Linked DNA regions of Macaca mulatta: region 2 is linked to region 1. A link is a contact called in public Hi-C data. All regions are on one chromosome and are shown on one strand. The core of a region is the stretch at or near the end of the contact, and the rest is flanking DNA. Distances in the headings are between cores, read along the strand shown.

Region 1 (6,685 bases), core at 3,054-5,553:
CACTCCGATTTTGATCTTCTGCCTCAATTTTTGCAGGAAGTCATCCATTTCTTTGGTAATTTTCTAAATTTCAAGAAGGAAAATACAACACTCATAAGCCAAAAAATAATCAGGAGACTAAAACTCTAAGGGTAACACAAGTACACAAATCTTATTTTCTTGTTTAAAAATTAAAGAAAAAAATTGTTTTTGACATAGGGTCTCACTTGTCACCCAAGCTGGAGTGCAGTGGCATGGTCATAGCTCACCGCAGCCTCGACCTCGACCAGGGCTCTGGTTATCCTCCTACCTCAGCCTCCTGAGTAGATGGAACCACAGTTATGCGCCAGCACACCTGGCTAATTTTTTTATATTCTGTAGAGACGAAGTTTTGAGGCCAGTCTGGAACTCCTGGGTTCAGGAGATCCACCAGCCTTGGTCTCCTAAAGTGCTGACATTACAGGCATAAGCCAGGCCTATAAGCCTTATTTTCATACATGCCAATTAAGTTACCAGCTCTCTACACAGTTCAAATATTTTAGTTGTAATTGGGAGGGAGGCATCTTTACCAGAATAAACTTAAGTGTTATTTTTACCACATTTTAAACACAGGTAATATGTTAGTAGCTGTTGTGCACTGTGCTAGCTAATTTTTTACGCATTTATATACCCATCTATGGGCACATATACAAATAGGTCTTATTTTTGAAACATAAATGGAATCATTCTATGTCCTTTGCAGCAACTTCGCTTTCTCAGCAACTTCGCTTTTTCAGCATGATGTATTCCTTTTAAATGCTACACTATACTCCATCTATGGATTTAAGTTGTTGATTTTAAAACAAAATAACATAATGAAATTAAAGAGGAAGCTCAGGGCCAGGCATGGCGGCTCACGCCTGTAATCCCAGCACTTTGGGAGACCGAGGCCGGTGGATCACCTGAGGTCAGAGTTCGAGACCAGCCTGGCCCACATGGCGAAACCCCATCTCTACTAAAAATACAAAAATTAGCCGGGTGTGGTGGCACGCGCCTGTAGTCCCAGGTACTCGGGAGGTTGATGCAGGAGAATCACTTGAACCTGGCAGGCGCAGGCTGCAGTGAGCCGAGATCGTGCCCCTGCACTCCAGCCTGGGTGATAGAGCGAGACTTCGTCTTGATAAATAAATAAATAAATAAATAAATAAATAGGAGAAGCTTAGAACTGATTTATTGCAATTACTCAAAACAAAAAAAATTGGAAAAGAGTAAGATGACTAGATTTTTTAGTCTCTTCTAAAAGCAAAGCTCCTATCTAGAAAGAGTGGTCTTAGTGGTATGACTTTATGGTAAATTCCAAACTGTGTGATAATTTTTAAAAAGTTATAAACTAAGATGAAAAACAGCCCTACATCAAGACACATCACAATGTATTTTTACAAGTCTTATAACTCAGTACTTTGAGCAATCTTAGTTGAACATTTACACTGAATGTCTATTTTTTTTTTGTGACACGAAGTTGCGCTCTGTCGCCCAGGCTGGAGTGCAGTGGTGTGGTCTTGGCTCACTGCAACCTCCATTTCCTGGGTTCAAGCGATTCTCCTGTCTCAGTCTCCCAGGTAACCAGGACTACAGGCGCCCGCCATCACGCTCAGCTAATTTTTTGTATTTTTATTAGAGACAGGGTTTCACCATGTTGGCCAGGCTGGTCTCGAACTCCTGACCTCAAGTGATCCGCCCGCCTCAGCCTCCCAAAGTGCTGGGATTATAGGCGTTAGCTACCGCGCCCGGCTGAATGTCTTTTTTTTGAGACAGAGTCTCGCTGTGTCTCCCAGGCTGGAGTGCAGTGTCGCCATCTCCACTCACTGCAAGCTCCGCCCCCCGGTTTCACGTCATTCTCCTGCCTCAGCATCCCGTGTAGCTGGGACTACAGGCTAATTTTTTGTATTTTTAGTAGAGACGGGGTTTCACAGCATGAGCCAGGATGGTCTCGATCTCCTGACCTCGTGATCCGCCCGCGGCCTTCCAAAGTGCTGGGATTACAGGCGTGAGCCACCGCGCCTGGCCCTGAATATCTTTTTTAAAAAGTTACTAGAAATTTAGAAAATACAAAAAACCATTTAATTCACCGTCAGTATATAAACACTTGGAGTTCAATGATTTTTCTTTAAAAAATTTTTTTAGAGTAACACATGAATCTGATTAAAATAAAACTGCATAGAAGGGCTTGTAATAGAGTGCAATCTTTTCTACTCTCACAGTGGAATTTGAACCTATTAGACAAAATCTAGAACTGCAGGAGTGGCCCTTAAGAGTCAGAACGCAGTGGCTCATGCCTGTAATCCCGGAACTTTGGGAGGCTGAGGCAGGTGGATCACAAAGTCCGGAGATGGAGACCATCCTGGCCAACATGGTGAAACCCTGTCTCTACTGAAAATACAAAAATTAGCCAGGCGTGGTGGCGGGCGCCTTAAGTCCCAGCTACTCAGGTGCCTGAGGCAGGAGAATCGCTTGAACCTGGGAGGCGGAGGTTGCAGTGAACTGAGATTGCACCACTACACTCTAGCCTGGCGACAGAGTGAGACTCTGTCTCAAAAAAAAAAAAAAAAAAAAGAAGAGTCAGAACTGTGAAAATCAGATCAGAAGCACTTTCCTGAATGGCATACCTAGTAACTAGGACAGCTTCCACCTTAGCACAGATAGGAAATGGCAAACTTGACAGGAACCAATGTCCTGAGGCTCAGGGGCTTGTACCAGGTCGGCTGTGTGAAACTGAGGAGGTTAGTTCTTCACTGAGTGTGTTTCCTTATGTTTAAAAAGGTAATAACAACTATCCTACCTGGAAAGAAAGATGAAGGAAGGTTGAGAGGGTCCAGCGAAATCATGAAAAAGGGTTGGCAATGTAAACCCTAGACCGCTATGGCCCACAGACCACACTGGGCAGCTGTTTGTTTCTGTAACAAATAAATACAGTTTTACCGGTACACAGCCACTCTGTGTTTACATAGGGTTTATGGCTGGTTTTGTACTAAAGTTCAGTGGCTACTATAGACCATATGGTCTGCAAAGACAAAAGTATATGCTATATGGCCCTTTACAAAAAATGAATTGGGGACCGGAGTATTAGACCACTATGGGCTTTTAACAACCCCAAGTGTGTGATAGCTGAATTTCAGAATCAGAAAAAGCCTTTGAAGAACTTGGGAGTTGAGTGTCATCACTAGGTAGATCAAACCTGTGGCTGACAAGGGCAAAATGATACGTCTAAGGTCACACGCATTTCACGTGGCTTTCTGGAGCACACCATTGTTACCACCAAGCGAAGACTACGAGGGGTGAGGATATTAGTTGAGGATAGTGAGACCATTGGGGTCCACTCTCAAGTTGAAATGGCCGGTTGTCAGTGGCCAATTTCTGAAAAGGGGACAGGAAAGCCTCATCTCAAGGCTGATAGTGACTGAAACTTATCTGTGCCTGTAGCAGCAAAATCTGGAAGTGGAAAGCAAGTTTCGAAAGGCCCAAAGAGGCTCTCAGCGGGCAGCCTGTAATAACCTAGGGCTCCTCCATCTTCCTAGTCCACTGCAGGGGCTGGAGATGGGTGTGGTGGAGGTGGTTACTATTTACTGAGGCCTAGTGTGCTGTGTGCAACATACTTTCAAGAACTTACACAATCTCATTTGATCCTCACAGTCACCATATGGAACACGTAATATCCCCATTTAAAGCTGTAGATGCTGAGGCTCAGAAAGGTTAATGACTTGCTCAAGGTCACACAGCTGTGAAGAGGTGAAGATGAGACTCCACTAGGTCGATTTCACCTGGAAACCTGTTTTTAATATAATGACTCACGGCACAGCCCATTGGTTACAGGATTGAGGCCGGCAAACAGCTGATAAGGGGCACACAGCTGATGTCGGGTTCAAATCCTGGTCCATCGGTCCCGAGGACTAGCGGTGAGTCCAGATTGCATTTTCCAACCAAGCATAAGTTTCCTTCTCTTAAGAGTTCTTCAGCCCCGTCTCATCTTTCCAAGCATCAGAGCTCTTGAAGAGCTGGTTAGGGCCTCCCTCTCATCCCTCCAGGGCACCTAGAATAGGGTCCAGCCCCCGTGAGGACGCAGGCGGTCCTTAGCCAGCCCTTGGCGCCGACCCTGGGTAGTCGATAGCTCCAACTGGGAACAGCACGGACTCTGAGTCGGCTGCCACCAGCCCGCCGGGCGCCACTTACCTGCCGCGGGGCGGTGAGGGTCCCATCCACGTCGAAGAGGCAGAGCGCTGGGCCAGGAGCTGCCATGTCCCCAGCGTCTAACCGCACCTCGCAAGACTCATTGGCATCAGGAACTCGGCCCGGAACTTCCGAGTTCGGCCCCCGAGCCGCAGGGCACGTCGGGAAGAGGAGGAGACTCCGTTCCCACAACGCCTGGGACTAGCGCCAGCCACGATTCCTGGACCGCAAATCCCAGGGTGCAACGCGGATCACGCCCGCCTTGTACATTCGAGCATGCGCTCTTAGAGGTTCCGGGGGCCGGTGGGACTTACTTCCGGCAGCAGGCTGTGGAGCCATGGTAAGGAGGCTGGTGGCGATCCTTGAGGGGGTGATGCTCTTTGGGGGTCGGTCGGGGTCAGAGCTGGGGCAGGCAGGCACGACGCCTGAGTTTCGGACCTGAAGAATCCGTGGGAGGAAGCTCTGGCGTGGGTTACCATTCGCCATTCCCGGGCTTTCTCTGCCCTCCTTGCGTCACGTGCTCACAGTAGTAATAGCTAAAACTCGCCGAGCTCTCACAGCGCATCAGGTACTAAGTTGAGGGCTTTGAAACCATCTTCTCGTTCACTGTGTTCTGAGTCCCCATTTTGAAAGCCGAAGAAACCGAAGCTCAGGGGTGTGGAGTGATTTGCTCAAGAATCCACAGGTAGTGACTGATGGAGCCAGAATTGGAACCAGAGCTTTTACTGCTTCACTACCCACCTAATAATATGTTTGTGCTACGTGTAGGGGCCTCCCTGCCTCGCTCCTCCTCCTCCTCGTTGTTTCCCCTTCCCCTGACTAGGTTAAGGGAAAGCAGCAGTTCCCTCCAGCACCCAAGATAACGTAAACAGAATTAGAAAGTTTGTTGGGATAACTATCTCACAGATTTGTTGCTTGAGTTCCCCACTAAGACATTGATTATTCAGTTTCCTGCTTGGGGAAATGTTCACACCCCCTTGTGGATCCATTGTCCAGCCCAGAGTTGGGACTCCCTAGATATGTTTTGAATTATTGATGGCCGCACCTCCTTTCTTGTATTTCTTTGGAATTGCCTGATGGAAGGAGGACTCTGCTGCACTCACTGACTGTGTGTTCTTTGGTAAATATCTTACCCTCTCTGGGCTTAGTTTCCCTAGTGGTAAAGTGGAAATAGTGATAACTATCTTAGATAGCTGTTGTGATGCCCACATGAGATAACATCTGGCTTTACCCTTCCCTCCTCTGGCAATAATGGTGACCTTGCAGGATTGGCAGAAGCCTTGGAGTATGGTGCTTTGCAGATGTTCACCGTGTGATTAATGTGGTTGAATTCCATGAGAGAAATCGTCTACTGTCTCCCTTTCAGGCTGCCCTTCTCCGAGTTGTGCCTAGATTTCGGGGAAAAGCTGCGTGGGAAAGGCCTCTCCATGGGTTGTGGTGCTGCAGTGGGCAGGAGGATCCTAAGAGGTGGGTGGGGAGCAGGTCACCCACCTCGAAGGAGAAACCACCAAACCAAGAGACTGAGAAATTCTGGATGTTTTACCGTTTTGATGCCATCAGAATCTTTGGGTTCCTGTCTCGACTGAAGTTGGCACAGACTGCCCTGACAGTGGTAGTTTTGCCACCAGCCTGTTACTGGTATTCCCAGGGCCTCCTGACTCTCAACACCGTGTGCCTGATGAGTGGGATATCGGGCTTTGCCCTGACCATGCTGTGCTGGATGAGCTATTTCTTTCGGAGACTGGTTGGTATCCTGTATCTGAATGAGTCTGGCACCATGCTGCGGGTGGCCCATCTGAGCTTCTGGGGCTGGCGGCAGGACACATACTGTCCCCTGGCAGATGTGATTCCCCTGACAGAAACCAAGGACCAGCCTCAGGAGATGTTCATGCGTATCCAGCGGTACAGCGGGAAACAGACCTTCTACGTCACCCTGCGCTATGGACACATCCTGGACAGAGAGCGTTTCACGCAGGTGTTTGGGAGACATCAGATGTTCAAGTAAACAACTGGGGCCTGGACCTCTGGGTAACCCTGGGTCACCTGGATTGACAGGAAGGCTGAGGGTGTGGGCACAGCTGAAGAAAGGGGATTGGGTACTTGGAGACTTTGCCTGGGCCCCTGGGAACATGTGTTTTGTGATGAAGAAATTCACAAGGCAAGAGCTGGTGTCCAGGTTTAGGAAAAAGGCTCTAAGCAAGTTCTTACAGCACTCGTGTGTGACATTCAGTCAGATAACGGCCAGAAGTTTTTGTTAAGAGCCAGTTCTTAGAAGAACCTATGCCAGGGTCACCCAGACAGTCCATTGGTGTGAAATTGAAAGGCAAAGAGGTGTGGTGGGGGAGCATAGGATTTGGAGTCAGAAGTCTCAGTTCTGTCACTTGTCCTGGGGTGGGTTATTGAGTCTCTTTGAACCTTGGTTTTCACATCTGTAAAATGGAAAGCCCTGCTTGTTTCGTGGGATGGATGTGGGAATAAATGTCAAACGTGTGGCAGACTCAGC
Region 2 (7,549 bases), core at 2,655-5,154, 56 kb before region 1:
GTAGCTGGGATTACAGGCGCCACCACCACGCCCAGCTAATTTTTGTATTTTTAGTAGATGGGGTTTCACCATGCTGGCCAGGGTAGTCTCAAACCCCTGACCTCAGGTGATCCTCCCAAAGTGCCGAGATTACAGGTTTGAGCCACTAGGCCCAGCCCTTTCTGCTCAATTTTGCTGTAAACCTAAACTGCCCTAAAAAGCAAAGTCCGTGTTTGTGTTTTTACAAACAGGGCCTCCCTCTGTTGCCCAGAAGTGCAGTGGCATGGTCATAGCTCACTGTAACCTCTGACACCTGTGCTCAAGTGATGTGCCTGCCTCAGACTCCCAAAGTGTTGGGATTATAGGCATGAACCACTATGCCCGGGCCTCTTTCTTTTCTTCTTTTCTTTTTGCCGTCTGTCTGTCTTTCTTTCCTCTTTCTTTCTCTCTCTCTCTCTCTCTGTCCTCCCTCCCTTTTTTTATTTTTTTAGAGATGGGATCTTGCTATGTTGCCCAGCCTTGTCTCGAACTCCAGGCTTCTAGTCATCCTCCTGTCTTGGGCTTCCAAGTAGCTGGGATTATGGGCGTGAGCCACAGCGCCTGGCTGTGGATGAATTTTCATAAAGTGAACCCACCCATGTACCCAGACTGAGGGACAGAAGTTTACCAGATCCTAGATTCCCACCTTGTGCCCCTCCTGGTCATGGCCTCCCCCTATCCCACCCCACGGTCCCCACTTGTTTGACTATTTATTTATTGAGATGGAGTCTGGTTCTGTCGCCCAGGCTGGACTGCAGTGGCATAATCTCAGCTCACTGCAACCTCCACCGCTCAGATTCAAGCAATTTTCATGCTTCAGCCTCCAGAGTAGCTGGGATTATAGGCATGTACCACCATGCCAGGATAAGTTTTGTATTTTTAGTAGAGACAGGGTTTCACCATGTTGGCCAGGCTGGTTGTGAACTCCTGAGCTCAAGTGATCCACCCGCCCCAGCCTCCCAAAGTGCTGGAGTTATAGGCATGAGCCACTGTGCCTGGCCTTGACTTTTTAATAAACAGTTTAACTGAGTCATAATTCATACACCATACAGTTCACCCATTGAAAGCACACAATGCAATGATTTTTAGTATATTCACAGACTTGTGCAACTATCGCCACCATCAATTTCAGCACATTTTCATCATCTCAAAAAGAAACCCTTGTACCTTTTAAGTGTCAACAGTCTAGCCCCCATCCCCACCGCCACCCCCAAGCAACCCCTAATCTACTTCCTGTATCTAGAGATTTGCCCATTCAGAACATTTCATACAGCTGGAATCACACAACATGCGGCCTTTGTCTTGGCTTCTTTCTCTTAGCATGTTTTCAAGGTTCCTCTGTGTTGTAGCATGCATCAAGATTTAATTCCTGTTAATGAGTGAATAGTTGTCTACTGTATAGATACACAACATTTTGTTCATCCTTTCATCACTCGATGGACATCTTAGCTGTTGCTACCTTTTGGCTATTAGGAGTAATACTGCTATAAACCTTACTCTGTCACCCAGGCTGGAGTGCAGCCGTGCAATCACCAATCACTGCAGTCTCGATCTCCTAGGTTCAAGGGATCCTCCCACCTCAGCCTCCCCAGTAGCTGGGACTACAGGTGGGTGCTACTACTCCTGGCAGTTGAAATACTTTTTTTTTTTTTTTTTTTTTTTTTTGTAGAGAAGGGGGCTTACTATGTTGTCCAGGCTGGTCTTGAACTCCTGGGCTTAAGAGATCCTCCTGTCTTGGTCTCCCAAAGTGCTGGGATTACAGCCATGAGCCACCTCGCCCAGACCAACAAGTAAAGTATTTATTTATTTTTAACTTTTTTTTTTTTTCTTCTCCCGGAGACAGAGACTCGCTGTTGCCCAGGCTGGAGTGCAGTGGCATGAACCTGGTTCACTGCAACCTCCACCTCCCGGGTTCAAGTGATTCTCCTGCCTCAGACTCCCAAGTAACTGGGATTACAGGCACCCACCACCAAGCCCGCCTAATTTTTGTATTTTTCGTAGACATGGGGTTTCGCCATGTTGGCCAGGCTGGTCTCCAACTCCTGAGCTCAAGTGATCCGCCCGCCTCGGCCTCCCAAAAGAGCTGGGATTACAGGCGTGAGCCACCGCGCCCGGCCTCAAGTAAATTTTTTTATGGACAAACATTTTCATTTCTCTTGGGCGCGCAGACACCTAGGACTGGAGTTGCTGGGTCTTGTGGAGACTCCAGGGTTCGTGGTTTGAGGAACCGCCGGGCTCTTTCCACAGCAGCTGCGCGGTTGTTCCCACCAACCGTCTAGGACGGTTCCTTGCCTGGCATGGACCAGTTGGTTTCGCCGCTGGGCCTTTTCCGTAGTGGCCCCAGTAGGGGCTGCAGAGTGAGTCCGGCACAGTCCTCACCGCGCCCTCCGGGGGCACGGTGGTCCCAGGCGAGCTCCGGGGACCTCTCTCCGTCCCCGCGTCCCTCAAAACCTGGTCCTGGGGTTTGGGCTCGCTTTCAGGGGCTGCTCTCGACTGGTCGTGCCCATGGGCTGGTCGCCTCTCTGTGCCTCAGTTTCCTCTCCTGCAAAACAGAGGTAACATTTTTTACCTCCAAAAACAGGACTCAAGGAAGGCTGGAAATGAAACAAGAAAAGAGAACAAAACCAGAATCCCAAACGGGAAAATAAAACCCTGTTTTTCTGGTGTGTGTATGTGTGTATTTTTTCTTTCTCTTTTCGTCCTGTGTGTTTTTGTTTGTTTTCTTCTTTCTCTCTTTTCATTCCTTTATCTCCTTTCTGCAAAAAGTGACGCCCCCCGGGCTTATACGGATTTTGGAGCCAAAAGCAGGTGGGAGCCGCACCTGGCGCGCGTGGTGAAGGGAAGGAACGGCAAAGAAGCAGAGACACAGTTCCCCCACTTTGCAGGGGCGTTTCTGCCGGTGGGTGCAGCCCAGCCCCGCCCTGGCCCCTACGCCCCGCGCTCTGCGCCCCACTCTCCCGCCAGTCCCAGGCGCGGACACAAAGGTCCTGTCCGGGCCACTCCTGCCCGCCCCACCCCTTCCGTCCTGGACTCCCTCCTGCAGCCCCATTGGCTGGGGCCTCCTGGGGGCGGGGCTCGGCGCCCCACCCCGCGGGCCACGCCCCCTCCCCAGCTCCGAGCTCCCAGTCCGAGCTAAGCGACTGGCGGAGCAGTACGGATCGCGAGGTAGGGAGCTCTTCTCGGGGACCCAAGGAGGGACAAGGTGGCCGCCCCTGGCCCGAGTCCCCGGGAGCGGCAGATAGGGCCTCGGTCTCCTGTGTCCCCATCGTCCCCCCTCCTACAGGGACTTCTAGCTCGGCAACGGAGGGCTCCCGGCTTGGTTTCTCCGGGCCTGTTTGGGGAACGCGGGTTGCTCCTCCCCGGGGCAAGGGGTGGGTGTGGCAACAGCGGCAGGGATTCTTGGCGGACGTCGGGTAGCACTTCCCGCCTGGCCACCTGTTCTCTGCGTGCAGGGGAAGCTCTCCCCGCCCTCCTCACCGCTTTTGCCTTTGGGAGGGAGCCCTGGAGGGGGGACTCGCGGGGCGGTGGGGCGAGGCGCGGGGGGCTTCGCACGCGGGAAGCGGAGCCACCCCCCGCCGGGCCTGGCCGCGCCAGCTGTGGCTCGAGGTTGGGACGGCGGCCAGGCCCGGCGGGGGAGGTGGGGAGCCGTCCTGGCGCCGCGCGATTAGCCGCATCTGGGAGGAGGAGGAGCCGCCGGGCGCGCTCGCCCCGGGTGTTTGCGCCCGGATGGGGGTGGGGGGCCCTAGGCGCTGGAGAAAAACTTCATCCGCGCCCACAGGCCCCCTTTCCGCAGGCTGCGCTGGCGGCCCAGGTTTGCAGGCCGGAAGTGAAACGTTCTTTTTTGATTTTTAAAAAGGAAGCCTCCGGCCCTACGGTTTTTTGGGGTTGGGGTGGATGTGTGTGCGGGGGGAGGCGGAGACGTCCCGCTCCAGGCAGGGCCTCGGGTCTCATAGGTGGGGAAATCTCACTGCCAAACAGGAGGCCTTTCGGAGCCTCAGTGTCCCCATCTGCAGACTGGCCTCTGACTTCTGGCTTAAGAGGGTGTGTGAGAGTAAAAGGAGACGGCTAGCCCCGTGCCGGGAGACACGTAAGCTACTGTTTTTTAACTTGCTGTTTTGATATTTCTCAGTCTCTCTGTGCCCAGTCTTGCCCCTCTCATCTGCTCCCCACTCTGAAGCTAGAGGGAAATTGTAAAAACAATCAGATCAACCCCCCGCTGAAAATCGTCCACCGAAGTCCCATTGTCGTCTAAGTCCCCGACTTCTCAGCAGGCCTTCCTGTTATCTTCCGCCACTACCTTCTCCAGCCGCTCTCTGCCTCTGTTCTCCCTCCCTTCGGGCCTTTGGCCCTCCTCTGGGCTCGGAATCCTCCTTGGAGACCCCGCCGCCCTTTGCACTCCCTGGGTGGCCTCGGTGATGACCATGGGTTCTCGATGCTGGTCCCTTCAGGGCAAGAAAGAGTGGCAGAGCCCGGCTCGGAGTAGATGCTTTGAATGAGCTGCGCTAGGCCCAGCGTGGGGCCCTGGGGTGGAGTTGAGGGTGGTTGATGGTGAGTGCCCTAGGTAGGTGAAAGGCCTTTGTTCCACGGAGTGGCAAAGCCAGTGCATTTGGTTTGTGTTCCAACAGCAGGGACAGGAATGGGAGGGAAGGTGATTTCAGATGGGCCCGTGCCTGATAGTTCCACCATCAGCCGCACAACTATTGTTGACTGAACCCGCCGTGCGCTTGGCATTTTCGCGGCGGCGTCTGCACAGCGTCCGAGCCCTGCGACGCAGCACCGTTCCTGTCCCCTTTGACAGATGAGGAAACTCGGGTGGGGCGGTGAAGTCGCTTGGCAGGGGTCACTGAGGGAGTGGGGAGAAGGCAGGGCTGAATCTCAGGTCTGAGCCAAAGCCCCCCGAGAATGGAGGGAAGGATGGAAGAATTGAGTGGGGGAGGAGTGTAGAGTAGGGTTCTTGTTGAGGAGGGCTTGGGCTTCCCCCCGAGGGGCAGTCCAGACTGAGAGCTGGGGCGGGTGCAGGGTCCCAGGTGGGTGGTGGCGGTGGGGTGACAGGGGTGCTAATGGGGGCACAGGCAGCGGCAATGTTGGAGGCCCCCTTGGGTTCCCGGTACACTCCTCGGGTTTCCGGCCTCTTCCCAGCACTCAGGGGCTCCTGAGGGCGGAAGAGCTATTCCCAGCTTGGCTGGGCCTGGGAGGGGGCTCCGGGCGGACGTGTGCGCCGTGCTGCACCTTCCCCACCCGCCTGTTTGCACTTATCTGTGGCAGCTGGCTTCAGGTCCTTAGCCCGCGGAGGACTGGCTCCGGCCTGGCTGCCCCCTCCCCTTTGCCTCCCATCCCTCCCCCTGGACTCTCCAACCCCCATCCCTTCCTGTCCCTCCTCCCCTTCTCACTCTTTGCTCCTCCCTCGCCAGACCCCCGCTCTCCCCGGAACAATGGAGGGGAATGTGGCTAGGCCAGCCTGGCGCTGCTGCGTCAACCTCTGGCTCGTTCTCGGCCTCCGTGGCTTCCAGGGACCCTTCTACCTGGGCTCAGCTGACCCGCCCCGCCTCTCGGCCCACGTGCCGGCAGTTCTGCCAGGCTGGGGCTCAGCTGCGCTGGGGACTGGGATGGATCAGCTCAGTGTCTCTGTCTGTTTACAGAGAAGGAACCCAGCTGCACTGAGGTAACTTTGCTATTCTTCTAGTCTCACCTCCATCCCTGCGCAATTTCCCTTCCACCTCTTGCACTGGTAAGCCTTGGGCTGTGAGATGGACCAGTGTAGCAGGACTACTGCGGTGTTCCCTGGGCCAGGGACAGCTGCCTCACTGGGAGCGCCTTAGAAATGCAGAGTCTTGGCCAGGAATCTCAAGCTTGTAATCCCAGCACTTTGGGAAGCCGAGGTGGGAGGATTGCTTGAGCATGAGAGGGCGTGACCCACCTGGACAACATAGTGAGACCTTGTCTCTACAAAAAATTAAAAAATTAGCTGCGTGTGGTGGCACACGCCTGTAGTCCCAGCTACATGGGAGGCTGAGGTGAGAGGATCCCTTGAGCCCAGGCGGTTGAGGCTGCAGTGAGCCATGAGTGCGCCACCAAACTCCAGCATGGGTGACAAAGCAAGACCCTGTCTCAAAAAAAAAAAAAAAAAGAAATGAATCTCAGGCCCCACCCCACACCTGCTGAGTGGCAATCTGCATTTGAACAAGATCCCCAGAGATTCCTGACTGCACTAAAGTAGCAAGTAGAATCACTGGCTTAAACCTCTGTGCCTTAGTTTCCTCATCTGTAAAACAGGGGTGCTAAAAGTGCCTCCCCTGTTGGGTTGATGTTTAGATGCATGTATTTGATGTTTGTAAACCCCCAACAGGGCCTGTCGTGGAAGTCTGTGGACAGTGGCTGTAGGGTGTATGAAAGCACTATAGCCTGCCCTGTCCCTATAGTGCAGGCCACTATCCACCCACTACACCTGTCAGCAGTGGGCTGTCCCCGGGCTGGAAGCTGTCCCAACACCATGCCCAACCCTGGCATTCCCCAGCCAGCAACGCTTGGAAGACTCAAGACACCCTCATTTTGCAGAGCAGGCTTGGAGAGGTTCTTGCTTTGCCAACAATGAGGTGTCTGACTTGAACTGAACTTTTGTCCCCCTGCCCTCTATCATCCTGTCTTCAATAAAGGGGCTGAAGCTATTAAGAATGGAGTCTCTGGCCAGGCACGGTGGTTCAAGCCTGTAATCCCAGCACTTTGGGAGGCTGAAGCGGGTAAATCACCTGAGATCAGGAGTCCGAGACCAGCTTGGCTAAAATGGTGAAACCCCATCTCTATTAAAAATACAAAAATCAGCTGGGTGAGGTGGTGCACGCGGGTAGTCCCAGCTACTCGGGAGGCTAAGGCAGGAGAACTGCTTGAACCTTGGGGACGCTAAGGCAGGAGAACTGCTTGAACCTGGGAGACGCTAAGGCAGGAGAACTGCTTGAACCTGGGGAACGCTAAGGCAGGAGAACTGCTTGAACCTGGGGAACGCTAAGGCAGGAGAACTGCTTGAACTTGGGGGACGCTAAGGCAGGAGAACTGCTTGAACCTGGGGGACGCTAAGGCAGGAGAACTGCTTGAACCTGGGGGACAGATCTTGAGCTGTGATCGCGCCACTGCACTCCATCCTGGGCAACAACGGGAGACTCTGTCTCACAAAAACAAAAATGAATGGAGTCTCCTTCAGTGAGCTCCCTCTCACTAGAGTGTAAATGGCTGATAGTGCTGCTAAAGCCCTACTTGCACTAAGCACCTGGCTGCTTGGCTCCCGTTGATGTGGGTGGTGGGTTTTCAGGCCAGGAGGGCAGGAAGTTGGGGAGTAGGTTACAGGGGTGCTGCATGATTGGGTCATAAGTCTCCAGACATGGGGGTAGGCTGAGCAGGAGCTGGGAAAGCCAGAGTCTTGGTACCCAGCTGAACTCCAGAACCTTCCAGGAGGAGCTGCAGAGCCTACAGAAAATTCCCAGGCTATTTTGGGCGGAGGCCCCTTCTCCCTGATGACACACCCGTCCCTGGGGCAGTC

Evidence for each region. Hi-C and Micro-C count contacts between places; a contact is called where the count stands out from the background.
Region 2: a Hi-C map of fetal cortex germinal zone shows a contact between it and region 1, with 1.7 times the contacts expected there. The contact joins the promoter of CARHSP1 here to the promoter of PMM2 in region 1. A contact is called at or near these places in 4 of 14 Hi-C or Micro-C datasets (CD4 T cells, fetal cortex germinal zone, fibroblasts and 1 more).

The regions. Positions count from the first base shown.
Region 1 is chr20:10,022,070-10,028,754 of T2T-MMU8v2.0, reverse strand. PMM2 (phosphomannomutase 2) reads right to left here and starts at 4,303. Exons shown (of 8, transcript NM_001257433.1): 1 at 4,186-4,303; 2 at 1-63. The coding sequence starts at 4,251. It overlaps TMEM186 (transmembrane protein 186), which reads left to right and starts at 4,495. Exons shown (of 2, transcript XM_001103641.5): 1 at 4,495-4,522; 2 at 5,549-6,685. The coding sequence starts at 4,520. The coding sequence ends at 6,187.
Region 2 is chr20:10,076,839-10,084,387 of T2T-MMU8v2.0, reverse strand. It overlaps CARHSP1 (calcium regulated heat stable protein 1), which reads left to right and starts at 3,904. Exons shown (of 4, transcript NM_001261063.2): 1 at 3,904-4,105.